Linked DNA regions of Arachis hypogaea: region 2 is linked to region 1. Evidence: chromatin contacts called from public Hi-C data. All regions are on one chromosome and are shown on one strand. Each heading gives the region's core, a stretch centred on a gene start, on an enhancer-like site or on the middle of the called end of the contact. The rest is flanking DNA. Distances are from core to core; before and after follow the strand shown. Region 1 holds the start of LOC140180372. Region 2 holds the start of LOC112799303 (kinesin-like protein KIN-4A).

Region 1 (6,791 bases), core at 2,795-5,294:
CTCTCTTTTTACCCAAAAATGACCATAATACCTTTTTTACGTTTACACCTTTGTTTCTTAGATTAAAACCAGTTTTCTATCCTCTTTTTAACCCTTATACATGTGACTTTCATGATCATTTAGTGGCTGGATTTTCAGGGGTGCAGTTTTTCATTTTTATCCACTTTTAGTGACTTTTAAGGCTTGAAACTTAAACCCCAAGTACTCCAAATAATTTCAGTGTTTTCATACAATTTCTTAAGATAAATAAACTTCATATATCACTCAATCACAAAATTTTCAGAATTAAGAATCAAGCATAAAATTACCACAAAGTGGCTCATACGAACACCGAAAACAAGCACAAATATATTCTAACTAATCCTAACCCTTGCCTCTTATGTAATTCAGTTATGAAATCTTTGGCACACTGGAAAATATGCATACAAGGGCAGAAGCACAGCTGGTGATGACGCAGTTTTGTTTTTGGTCAAAAGAGTCGCAAAAACACTGAAATTCAATCACTTTGAGCTCGAATCTCTCTAACTCCTTAGGCGTGCTTCACGGGTGCTTCAAGAGGAGTTTTCTATACATGGAGGAGAGTAAAAATCCATCATGGCTACTTTTTTTTTTTAAATTATAAATGGAAAAGAGGAAGAACAAGGGTTTACTAGCCGAAATTTCAGTATAAATGTAAGAATTAGCGAAAACGGGCAAAAGTTTGTGTTTGTATGGATTGAGTACTTGAAGAAAACATGTACAGAAATGGAAGAAGAGTTGAAATAGGGCTGGAGTGTAGAGAACAAGTGCAAGAATTTTATCTCTTTCTCTCTCAAGAATTTGGTCAAAAGAGTGTAAAAATGTGTAAAGTATTCTGTGAATTTTTTGGCCAATGCTTCCTTGAATAAAAAATAAAGTTTTGCTGAGTTTATGATGGTAAAAGTGGCTGTAATTTTCGTGGTCAAGGGATGGGCTTCAATGAATAAGGGGCGTGAAAACGAGGAAGTTTGGTCAGCACTTACTTGTCGAGCTTATCCACAATTAACTGCAGTTAGTTACTCGAGGTTAAAACCGCAGTAGAGAAGGGGTGAAAGGCTAAGAAAGAGAGACAAGTTACTTGGGTGGCAAGTAAGAAGATTTGGGGTCTCTAGGAGTCGTTCGCGGAATACTAGTCAGAAATTCGGTTCAGAGTAAATTTTATCATGTGGTAAAATAATTAATGGCTACTATTTATTCTTAAAGGAGTAAATCATAAATGGATGGGTAATATAAATTTTGAGGCACATTTAGTTGGGTAAAAAATATTTTGACCACTGATTCCGAGATTTTCGGTTACTAGAGTTTTTTTCGACGCACGCAAAACCGTCATTAAAAGTGAATTCCCAGCTTAAAAAGTCTCTAATGAGAAAAATAAACCAATAGTAAGTTAATATTTTATTAGGGGTTAAGTATGATTTTGGACCCTAACGTTGGGGCCAAAAATCGATTTCGTCCCTAGCCTTTTTTTCGCAACACAATAATCCAAAGGTTTGAGTTTGTTTTAAAATCGTCCTTTGCGCCCAAAAATAATTTTTTAAGACAAAAATTCCCCTGCTGGTTGTTATTCCTTCTTGCAAAATCATTTCGCCTTCCCCAAGTAAGCCATTGTCTGAGAAAGGGATTGCTTAATGAAACCTGTGTGTGAAACCCTTCGAAGGCCTTCCTGCGAGTGAGGACTGTTCGGCGTTGGTAGCTCGAGCGAGATTGCCAAAAAACTTCCTGCATTGTTGACTTGGCTTCATTCCTACAGAAAGCCCTTGGCGAGGTAAGCATTTTTGAATGCAATTTCTCCTTTGTTGATGGACGTAACGGGTGTAGGGTTTAATGTGGATCGTGTGAAGCTGTGTGGAAGGCTAGGGTTTGCACTGATTGTAGTAGTAGTAGTAGTTGTTGTTAGTTGGTTTACTAATGCCGTGTGTTGATTAATAGGGTTGTTTGGGAAGGAGATGGCGCTCTTTAACACGCAAGTGCACCATGGTGGGGCATTCGGATATGAGAACAGTGTGCTCAAGTACTTGAAAGGTCAAGCTACAGTCGTGGAAGACATTGACGACGATAAGTGGAGTGTGTTTGAGGCATACGAGGAGCTGAGGCAGCTTGGATACTTGAAGTCCACCATCACCGCGTTATGGTACAAAGACCCAACTGCAGATGATTATGAGAGTCAGTTAAAGCTGTTAAAAGGTGACACAGAGGCAATTGAAATGTGTACCATAGTAGGGAAGAAAGGCTTTGTTGATCTGTTTGTGGTGCATGAGGTTGGGGATGCCGATGGGTTTCCGAAAGTCGGTTATCTGGACGTGGGGGAGAAACTAGAGGCGGCTTGAGAGAGGAACCTTTAGGTGGTGGTCTGGAGTTAGTAGTGTTTGAAGGGAACGTGCAAAAGACTGATGGAGTTGGGGTTGCGGCTGAAGCCGAAGGCCAGAATAAGGACGGTGGAATGGCATTAGGCCAACATACTTGCGAAGGGGGATAGTAACCATGATAGTAGTTGCGAAGACAGTGATGACCCAACATACTTGCCATCTAATGAAGAGGAAAATAGTGTCAAAGACATCCACTTCACTGACAGTGAGGAGGTCTATGACTATGAAATGGATTCAGTGAAGATAATGCTATGCCGAAGGACTCTAATGCGGAGAAAGCCAAAAAGGTTGTGACAGGTGATTTGGATGATGAGGATGCAGTCGACAGTAATGAATTGGAGTAAGACCATATAATTGGAGGACAAGAGTCAGGTGCTGATGATAGGGAGGAGGCTGCTGAGGGTGAGGGGCAGAGGTTTCCAGTGCATAAGTCTCAAAAGGACATGGGAAAGTACCAATGGAAGGTGGACACATTGTATGAATCTTGGCAAGAGTTTAAGGACACAGTGGCGGGCTATGCAGTCCACATAGCTAGGAACATTAAATTCAAGAAGTGTGACTTGGTGAGGGTGCGGGCTGTTTGTCAGAAAGGCTGCCCCTTTTGGTTATATGCACACAGGGTTGGTGAGGAGTCCACTTGGCAACTAAGAAGCATGAATCTCCAACATACCTGCATACAGACACACTGGGTTGAAATTATGCACAGCAAGTGGTTGGGTAGCCAGTTTAAGAAGAAAGTTGAATCCAACCCAAGGATCAAGGTGAAGGAGCTGGTAGCAAGGGCACACAAAAAATGGAACCTGACCGTTACGAAGGCAATGGCAGCTAAGACAAAAAGGAGGCTTTGAGTCAGATTCAGGGAGCCTTTAGGGAGCAATACAAGTAGATAAACGACTACTACCATGAACTCCTATCCTAAGAACAAACTTAGGTTCAACAATGATTCTAAAGGTAATTCGATCACTAGATTTTGCTCAAGAGAGATAGAATCCAGAACTGATGAACTATTGTGTTTTTCAAAGACTGTATGTATGCTTTGATGCGTGCAAGAAAAGTTTCCAACACTGCAGAAGGTTCATTGGGTTGGATGGATGCTTCCTAAAAACCTCCCAAGGAGGACAATTGTTGACTGCAATTGGAAGAGACCCAAATGACCAAACTCTTCCAATTGCATATGCGGTTGTGGAGGTGGAGACAAAGAATTCTTGGGTCTGGTTTTTGCGTCACTTGTCCGATGATTTAGGGTCACACAATGTTGCAAAATGCACGTTTATGTCTGATCAGTAAAAGATAGTTTTACATATATCAGCCTATGCAGTTTTCCATTTAACCATTTATAAATGCATTAATCATATGAAATCTTACCTTCTGCTAACAAGGCTTGTTGCCGGCGTTCGAAGAGGTCATCTTAGGGGTGGACAATATATTCTGTGTCAGACATCTCTACAACAATTTCAGAAAGAAGTTTCTTGCTTTGAAGCTGAAGAACAGGATGTGGAGGTGTGCTAAAGCAAGTCATTGGCAGAGCTGGGAGAAGGAGATGAAATCTCTATGAGGTCTGAATGAGGAAGCATTTCGACATCTAAATAGCATTCCACCCAGGTTTTGGTCAAGGTCCATGTTTACTTTTCTATCTAAATATGATATCTTGTTAACAATATGAGTGAGAGTTTCAATGCTGTCCTAGTAAAAGCAAGAGAGAAACCTATTGTAACCATGTTAGAGGATATTAGGGTGTATATGATGACTAGATGGGCTGTAAATAAGGAAAGGGTTATAAATTATCCAGGAAACATTATGCCAATGATTAGCAAGAAATTAGAGAAACGGACAAGCTTAGCTAGGGACTGGAGGCCATACTGGTCAGCTGCAAGTAAGTACGAGGTTATGTGTGGTCTAGATAAATACATTGTGGATCTGGCTGCTGGTGACTGTTCTAGTAGAAAATGGCAGCTGAGTGGGATTCCTTGTCCTCATGACATTAGCTGCATCACCTTCAAAGGCCTTGATTTGGAGTCTTATGTGGACGATTGCTACAAGAAGGAGGACTACCAGAGGTGCTACCGGGAGGTCATACATCCTGTAAACGGCTCAGAGCTATGGAAGAGGACTCAGTATGATGATGTCATCCCACCTCCATATAGGAGGCCCAGCCACAGACCTGTGAAGAAGAGGAAGTGAGGGCCTGGAGATGAAGACAACAGAAGCCAGACTCATCTGTCACGGAGGGATCAAATCCAAAGGTACTCCAACTGTGGTGGAGTGGGACACAAGAAGATTGGCTGCACCAAGCCTAAGAAGAGGGTTTATGACATCCTGTTCTAGGGTTTACTTACTATTATGATGGCTATAAATTTAATTTGACTACTATATGATATGTGTGTAACTGTCTTTATGATTTTCATTTTCTTTGTAGGCCCGAACTTCAACCAAAAGAAGAAAGAAGGATACACATAAGCTGGCACCTGGTCAAATAGTTCGGGGAGGGAGAAAGGGGAAGCCTACACTATCACAATCCAACCTGCTAGTATCTCAGCCTAGGAAAACCCCCCAAGGCCCAAGAAAAGTGCAGGCCAGTCCACCGCACCAGCACCTCAGCCCAAGAAAGCTTCCACTCAGCCCAACATCCTGGCCCATCCCAAGAACAAGGCTGCATTAGCTGCAACCTCCACCAGCAACAAATAGCCCCTTAGGCAGCCATCTGTGAGGAAGAGACATTTTTCTATCATTCAAAGCAGTGCACCTCATGTACCCCTGCAGAAGCTGAGGTTGATGGCCAAATTACCTCCATCTTAGTGGGGGAATCTTTAGAATTTGCATGTCAAGTCTTTTGTTAATCATGTCTTACTACTGTGCAAGCAATGTTTGTATTTTGGTATTGGCTATTTAGTTTCAGAACATTATCTTAGTTAAATTAGTTTCATTACTATATTTTGGTGTTAAGTGCCTCAGGACACTTTTGTTGACTGTTGCTTCTCTATATTTTGATATTAGGCCTGTGGATGCAAATAGTTACCTTGTGTTTGTTTTAACTACTCATCAAATGAAATATGCCATTAGTTAATTACTAAATTTTTAGGTCTTGTATTCAATGCTTTTGTGCTTTACTCATGAACTACCTTTACATTATAAAATAACACAACTTCGCCATTAAACAAGGTGACATTTTGGGCAACATTACACAGCACTTTTCTTCATTAATTCAAACATCTTTACACATGCTACACACCTAAACCATTGTAATATCACAAAATATCCTCAAACTCTAACCCTACAACACAACAAATCTCATAACATTCCCTAGCAAATTATCTATAACCTAGGTGCATTCCATTCAAGTGCTTTAAGTTATATTAATTCTGCACCAATAAGAATAAAATTCCCACCCAGCCAGCAATACATAGAGCAGAAACAACCCAAAGTTTCGTCTCCACCTCCTTCAATCTTGTCTTTTTCTTGCAATTTCAACCTCTTTCTGAGCACCTCCAAATTCCGGATTTGCCAATCTGAAGAAATCACAGCCATCCTGAACCTGATAGAAGCCACAAAGACATGTCAACAAACCCCAAATTCTCAGACCCACTATGGCAAAATAGGAAGAACACCTTATCTCATAGTATACGCAACCCCAAAATCTTCGTCCCGGGTTATCCTTCGTGGATGAAGTTCACAAAATCAGTCTCTCACCATGGCCGCAGAGCAACTCCCTTGCAGCAGAACGAAAATGTGAGGCTTTGGAGCTCTGGGAAGCCATGGACGATGTCTCCTGAACCCTAGTGCTGCTACTCTTCGTCGACCTTCAGCAGAAGCCGCCGCCATTCGCCCGCCCCTGCACTTCACTTTCATTCACTTTTATTATTTTTCTTTACTGCTTTTATTATTTTTTATATTAATTAACATTATTAATATCTGTTAAAACGGTCGTAACGGAAGCTAACAATCACAGGGGTAAAATCGTCCGAGGGACGATTTTAAAACAAACTCGAACCTTTGGGATCATTTTGTTGCGAAAAAAAGGCTAGGGATGAAATCGATTTTTGGCCCCAACATTAGGGACCAAAATCATACTTAACCCTATTTATTACTTACTAGTCAAACTTGACTTAAGGGGATTAATTACCCTCATAAAATCAATTTTGACCATATTAATGACTTTTTCTGTTTAACTTTTAATTTTTTTTTAATTTTTGTTTTTTTTAACCATTGAGTCGGCCTCACTATTTTTTATGTGCCGTGATTCAAGATTTTGCGAAATAAATTTTAAAATAACTAAAAAAGTCTATTTATCGAAAACCAGGTTTTTACACATGGGCCAAGGGACATGTTTCGGGACGTAATTGCCCTTCTTTGCCAATCGCAACCTATGTTTTGCAGTAAGTTACAAATTTTTTGTTTTTGTCTCTAGCA
Region 2 (6,564 bases), core at 1,284-3,783, 150 kb before region 1:
TGCAACTGAAATTCTGTCTGATGCTTTAGTGTTTCAACCTTGCTGAACAAGGCATTCATGACCTTAGGAATTAATCCAGCCTGAGTCTGACAATTGTCACTATAGCCAGTTCCCATTGTATATGTTTTCCCAGATCCTGTCTGTGGAGTATATGTGCATCAGATACAAACGAATAGAATGGTCTTTTCCAACTTCGAGTGTATAACATGCAAGATCGATCTCACCTGGCCATACGCAAGTACAGTAGCATTATATCCTTGGAATAAGCCATCAACTAACGGGGCAATGCATTCTTCGAACATATCAGCCAAAGGAGACCCACCATTTCCGTAAACATGATCAAATGTAAAGAAATGTGACCCAATTTGGACCTGATCATCCAAAAAAATACACATTAAAAATGTGAAGGTTATCAAGGTCAGTGATAGATATTACAGTGAAGTGACACAGTATCAGAATAGAATGATTCCATAGTTTCAACCTTCAAACAAGCAAATTTTAATCAATTGGCATTTTATTTATCCTAGCATACATGAAAATGTAATTAAATGCATCTATAAAACTGCAACTCAATTAATATGGTAGTAAATCCATGTCATAGTACCGTACGGAGTCCATCTTAATGTGCAATAATCCATATTAGGGGGAACATGTTTTTTTACTTTAATTTTGACTGATGATGACCTCTCACTTACAGCAATAATCGTTTTACTCCCTGCTCTTAATAATAGAGTAATTTTCTAAACGTGATTAGGGTGTCTAGTCTTCAAATAAAGAAGCGATTATCCTATAAATTTCTAGCGTTGAGTTTACCTGCGATGGTGAAATTCCAACAACGTATTAAGTCATTAAGTAATTGATTAATGAATTGATCAAGTAATTATGTAATATTGAATAAATCTCGATAATACTTCAGTGTTAACTTCTAAGGTGCTAAACTATCATTTTTATCCACAAATAGCATCAACATCACTATCAACACACACATATACGAACGATTCACAAACACAAAAGGACACCAACCCTTCTGCGCCTCCACACACTCTACACCACCAAGACTTACATGTGTGAATTCTAATTTTCATAATTAATGAACACATACGATTATTTTTCACCTTTCCCCTCTTCTCTCACCATCTCGTTTCTGAGGATGTAGCTGATAAAAGGAGTAGAAGTAATTTGAAAATTTTGGATAATTTTTTAATAAAATTAATTCAACAAAAATTTATCGCTTGAGTGGGAGTAGTTTAGCATTTGAAAATTTTTGGATAGAAAAAATAAATAAATAAATAATAATAATAATAATAATAATAATAATAATAATAATAATAATAAAGAAAAAAAGCAACAGGAAAGTATGTTATGACTTACGACATGAACAAACAGTACTTCAGCATAATTTTTGAAACAATTATTTTGATCATTTCTTTTTTACTTTACAAAATGATTTACGCAAAATTACACATTCAACATGGTAAGCAATCAAGAAAGGAATAAACAAATAACATTACATTTTCAAAACCCAAAAAAAAGAACATTCTTTTCTAAATGATAATAATTAAGCAACCTCCACACCACCAAAACAAAATTCACGAACGCACCATTAATTAATGAAGTGCATCCACTAAACGACAAAACACATTAATAATAATCACACAAAAAAACAGTTAAAGAAAAAGAAGCATCATGTTGACGAAGGTGAAGAGACGAGTTTCGAGGTACCTGAGGCTTCGCAGGCGTAACTGAAACGCATTCTCTGCAACCTTGCTGTCGTTCATCAGCAATGAGCGGACGAATGTGAAGAGCAACTTTCACAGAACAATTCTCCGATGTCTCCATCGAAACAGAAAAAGAAAATTAAAAGAAAAAGAAAATTAGGGAGAGAGATTAGAGGTTAATCGAGGTTCCAGGGGAAGAAAAACGAGTCCCAATGTGTGATCAATTACGAAGATTAGAACTTAAGATAACGATACAGCTGCAAGAGAGAGAGAGAGAGAGAGAGAGAGAGAGAAATAGATTTTTAACAGCAGGAGAGAGAGAGCGTGAGAAAGAGTAGTGGTTGTTGAGTGAAGAAATTGAAAGAGAAGGAAAGAACGAAAAGCGCGGTGGTTTGAAGAGTAGCAGAGCAGAAAACAAAAAGCAACCGCAATCACAACAACCACCACAATTAACAGTTTAACACTACATTGAACAGTTTAACACTTTTTCTTCTTCACTACTTCTTGCTTCTTGTATGGCAGTGACTAAAACTAATAGCTATGCGCTATTGCCTATGCCGATGCTCTCTCTCTCTCTCTCTATTCCTTGTTTATTTTATACTTTTATTTTTTTTTTTTTTCTTCTTCCCGTGGCAAGTTCCGAAGCACAAGTGCACTACTATCTTCACTCTGTCGCTCTTTTCTCTCTCCCACCACGCCCTTTTCCCTCCGAATTTATTTTATGGCATTTTATTCTCCGGTTAATATTCAACGGACAAAATCTCTATTTCCATCAATATTTTGGTAGGTGTGAATATTATGGCGAATGCTAATACGTCAAAAAAAAAAGGATCCTAACGTTTTTTAAAACTTAAATTATAAATTTTAAATTATTGTTATAAAATTATAAAAAATATTTAAAAATAATCAGATATTATCATTCTATAATTGATGTCATTTTTAATTTAATAAAATTTTGTAATGATTATGTGTTAATAAAGATTTTTTATTTTATGTCTTCTAAAAATATATGTTAAAATTATAAATTAAATTTTTTTTATTATATTAAAAATATAAAAAATAATTTTTTAATATATTTATTTTATATTTATTAAAAAATATAATATTTTAATTAATGATAAATTTATTACGTGCCTTAAAGGCGCATATATATTACCTAAATTCAATTAGAAAAGTTGCGTCAATAAAATCAAAGCTTATGTGTTTGAATCTAGACGTAGGAAAAGGAAAATCACTAAAGAAACAAAAATCTCACTTGTAGTTGTAAGTAACTAGTAAATAATTAATTAGCATTGATAAATGTGGCAGCATTGACTGGATGCAGACTATTGGCTCTTATGTTGGACTTTTTAAGAACATAATAATTATTAGGTGTTTAGAAGTTGGATTAATCTATACGTACAAGTGATTTTATTATATAAGTCTTATAAGTTCTTTAATTGATATTATACTCAAACACATTTGTTATGCATATACATTTCACGCACTTATAACAGATTTTTTATTTTTGAAAAAATTATGTTTCTTTTTTCAAATTTTTTGTCTTTTTCTTTGTCGTTTTTTTTTTGTTTTCTCCTTCTTCATTTACGTGATTTTTTCTCTCTATTTTCTTTCTTTGTTATTCTCGATTTCCATTGTTTTTTAACATCAAACTCTGAAATCGTTTTTAAAGATAATGGATAATTCAACTTCAGATTGTCAGATAAACCAGTGCATGAACCTTGCTTGTAAAATTTACTGCTAATTCTTCCTTATTTGAATTGAATCTAATGTACTAGTTCAGATTAAAATTAATATAATCTTGTAGGGGTGTGCATGGCCCGGCCCCGCCTGAAGATCCGGCCCCGCCCTGAATACTTTAGGGGTTAATTTGGTGTGATTTCATCGGGTCTAGGACCGGGTAAGGGTCTCAAAAATAGATCCGGTCATTATTTCGGGTTGGGTCCGGACCATGGCTCGGGTCACCCGAAGTCTGCCCGATGGCCCGGTCGTCATACACAATTAATATTTTGTGTTATTAGTGATGGATGATGGCTATTCTTATGTGGAATTTAAGTATTGTAAACCTTAATATTTTGTACTATTAGTTATTCTAAAACTATAAGTTAATGTTTTATGTTTAAAATGCGATTTAAGATTAATGCATAATATTATGTTATTTGTATTGATTTAAATATTTGGTGTTATTAGCTAATATTAGTATTGATTATGGTTATGCTTTAATTTTAGAGAAGAGTTGGTTCTTATTACATTTTTCTAAGTGAATTTTACTATGTCAAATAATGGTTGGAGTCTTAGAAATTTGGATATTTTCACATGCTAGCTTATTAGAAGGTATCAAGGTAATAAAATGTTAATGGCCTGGTTTTTACCCGGTATAATCGTGGCCCGAAAGTGTATAGGTTTCATCGAGTCTAGGGCCGGGTTCGGGTCTAACAAATAGGCCCAGTATATATTTTGGGCCGGGTCTGGGTCACATCAAACCCGGTTTCACCCGATCCATGCACACCCCTATAATCTTCAAGAATATTTAGGTGTATTTTTATAAAAGTTTGGGTGTATTTATAGTTTATGACTTTTCATCTGAAGGAGGGTGAATTGTCTTATTCTTTTAATTGAATTATTTTAGTTTCGGTTTAGTTATGATTCATGAATATGGTTTTTGTTATTTTTTATGATGGTTTTATAGTTGTGTTTGCATTCTATAGTTTATGCTTGTTTTAATATGATGTATTTTGGGTGTATTTTGCAGCTCTTGCTGACTTTGGTGACTGATTTTAGTGTACACGTAACATAACTCATTTTTGTATTTGCAGCAAATTTAGGTGTAAAACGAATATATTTGGGTGTAATACGAAGATATTTGGGTGTATTTTTATTCTGATGAGTTATGCATAATTCAGAACTCTTTCTCTTCCTCCTCATCTTCTGCTGCTTCTTCTTCTTCATCTTCTTATTTCATATTCTCATAATTTTTTGGGAGGAAAAAATCAAACAAAGAAGAAAAAATACATAATGTTGCAAAATCAAAAGAAGAAGGAGGAGAAACACGACGATGAAGATGAAACACGTGAAGAAAATGGAGGAGAAACACAAAGAATGAGGAGAAGAATAAGGAAGAAGAGGAGGAGAAGGAGAAACGCGAAGAAAAATGACAGTTGTGGTTTTCATCGAGGAAGAAGAAAAATAGTCGTTCATAATGGTGAGTAGCGCGCTTTGGAAATAGGAAGTGGTTGAGTAACGTGCGTATATTTACTCTTAAATGTGGGAGTGTAATGTGAGTGTGTTTTATTAGGCTTGTGCCAACTTATAAGACTTATAAGACAAAAAGGTTTGTATGTGTAGCATACCTGTTAAGAGTTTCGCAATAAATTCTCAAAAAAATTTTAAATACCAGAAAAACTATCATACACGAATATTTTGTTAAATTATTGTATTTAATAAATAATGTGTATATTTAATTTGAATTTTTTTAATAAATTTAAATCACAATTTAAAAAGAATTTGCAAAAATAAAGTAAAATTTCACCTAACTTCTTTTTCATTTTCTTAAACTTTTGGCTTTATAAATAAATTAGCAAAAAAATCGCTTACATAAAATTATTAAATATTAGAAATAAAAATATTTTATTTTTTAAAATTATATTTATTAGAGATATAATTATTTATATTTTTATGTTAGTTTAAGCTTTTGAAAAAAAAAAGTATCATAATATAATATTATCTCTATGTTTAAAAAATTTAGCGTGTTTGGTGAATTTTAAAAGAGAAAAAAATAACATAAAATAAATAAAAAAATTTATGTAAAAAAATCAAATAAATCCAAAAAAATTATTTGAAGGAACTTATTAAAAATATAATTATTTATGTTGACTCTTCCTATCAACTTAAGTTTTTCGAAAAAATTATACATACAAAGAAAACACATTAAAATCCTATGTTTAAAATCTTTTTTAAAAATATTTATCTAATGCTTGATTATTTTAAACCGTTCAGGAAATATATATAAATATATACTCATACAAAGATAATTAATCATTTCTTAATTTTTTTAAATTTACAATCTTATATTTCTTTATTTTTTGTATTTCTTTACAATCATTTCATACATATTTAGTTATTTACTACTAATTAGTTTGAAATCTTTATTATTTTTTATCAATTACAAAATTTTTGTGTTTTATTTGTAGTAATTTGTGTGAGTTTTGAAAGAGTATAAGATATATAATTTTTAAGTTTTAACCAGATTTTTATATTTAGGTCTTGTACTTTATATGTTTAATTTGTTATTAACTTGTGTGTTTTTTATTTTGGTTTAAAAAAAAGTGATGTGTTTTGAAGTTGTAGATTTGTTGTGTTAGCATCGCAACTACCTTACAAGTCTACAATAACAAGAATAAGAAGAAGCAAGCATAATTATTTCGAGAATAGTAACAATCACTAATTCTTTTTCAAAAACAAAAAACATCTTTATAAAATATATATAAAATATGTAATTTTGTCAAGATGGAACCTACAAATTTTGAGAAAGTAAAAAAGTAAAACGAATGAAAAAAATACAATAAAAAATTATATTTGAGAAGAATAACACTTATAAGCTAGTAAATAATTATCTTTTAAATAAAGATGTCATTGAAATCAAATGGTACATATACAAGCCTAAACTTAATCTTAATCGATCTAATCAAAATCGGACAAGAATCGTAATAAAAAGATATGTACAAATTCTTAAAAATAGATTATACATAGATATTTGCATGCACCAATATATCACGGCTTTGAACATACTTCAATGCTATTGGCCTACTATATCGACATTTAAACTTACTCAACCTTTTGAGCTAAA

Evidence for each region. A called contact is a pair of places that touch in the nucleus more often than the background predicts.
Region 2: a contact with region 1 is called in a Hi-C map of leaf, with 4 times the contacts expected there. The contact joins the promoter of LOC112799303 here to the promoter of LOC140180372 in region 1. A contact is called at or near these places in 3 of 8 Hi-C or Micro-C datasets (all in leaf).

The regions. Positions count from the first base shown.
Region 1 is chr1:16,034,597-16,041,387 of arahy.Tifrunner.gnm2.J5K5, reverse strand. It overlaps LOC140180372, which reads left to right and starts at 4,044. Exons shown (of 1, transcript XM_072221120.1): 1 at 4,044-4,565. The coding sequence starts at 4,044. The coding sequence ends at 4,565.
Region 2 is chr1:16,183,190-16,189,753 of arahy.Tifrunner.gnm2.J5K5, reverse strand. LOC112799303 (kinesin-like protein KIN-4A) reads right to left here and starts at 2,533. Exons shown (of 26, transcript XR_011861773.1): 1 at 1,723-2,533; 2 at 225-371; 3 at 1-140.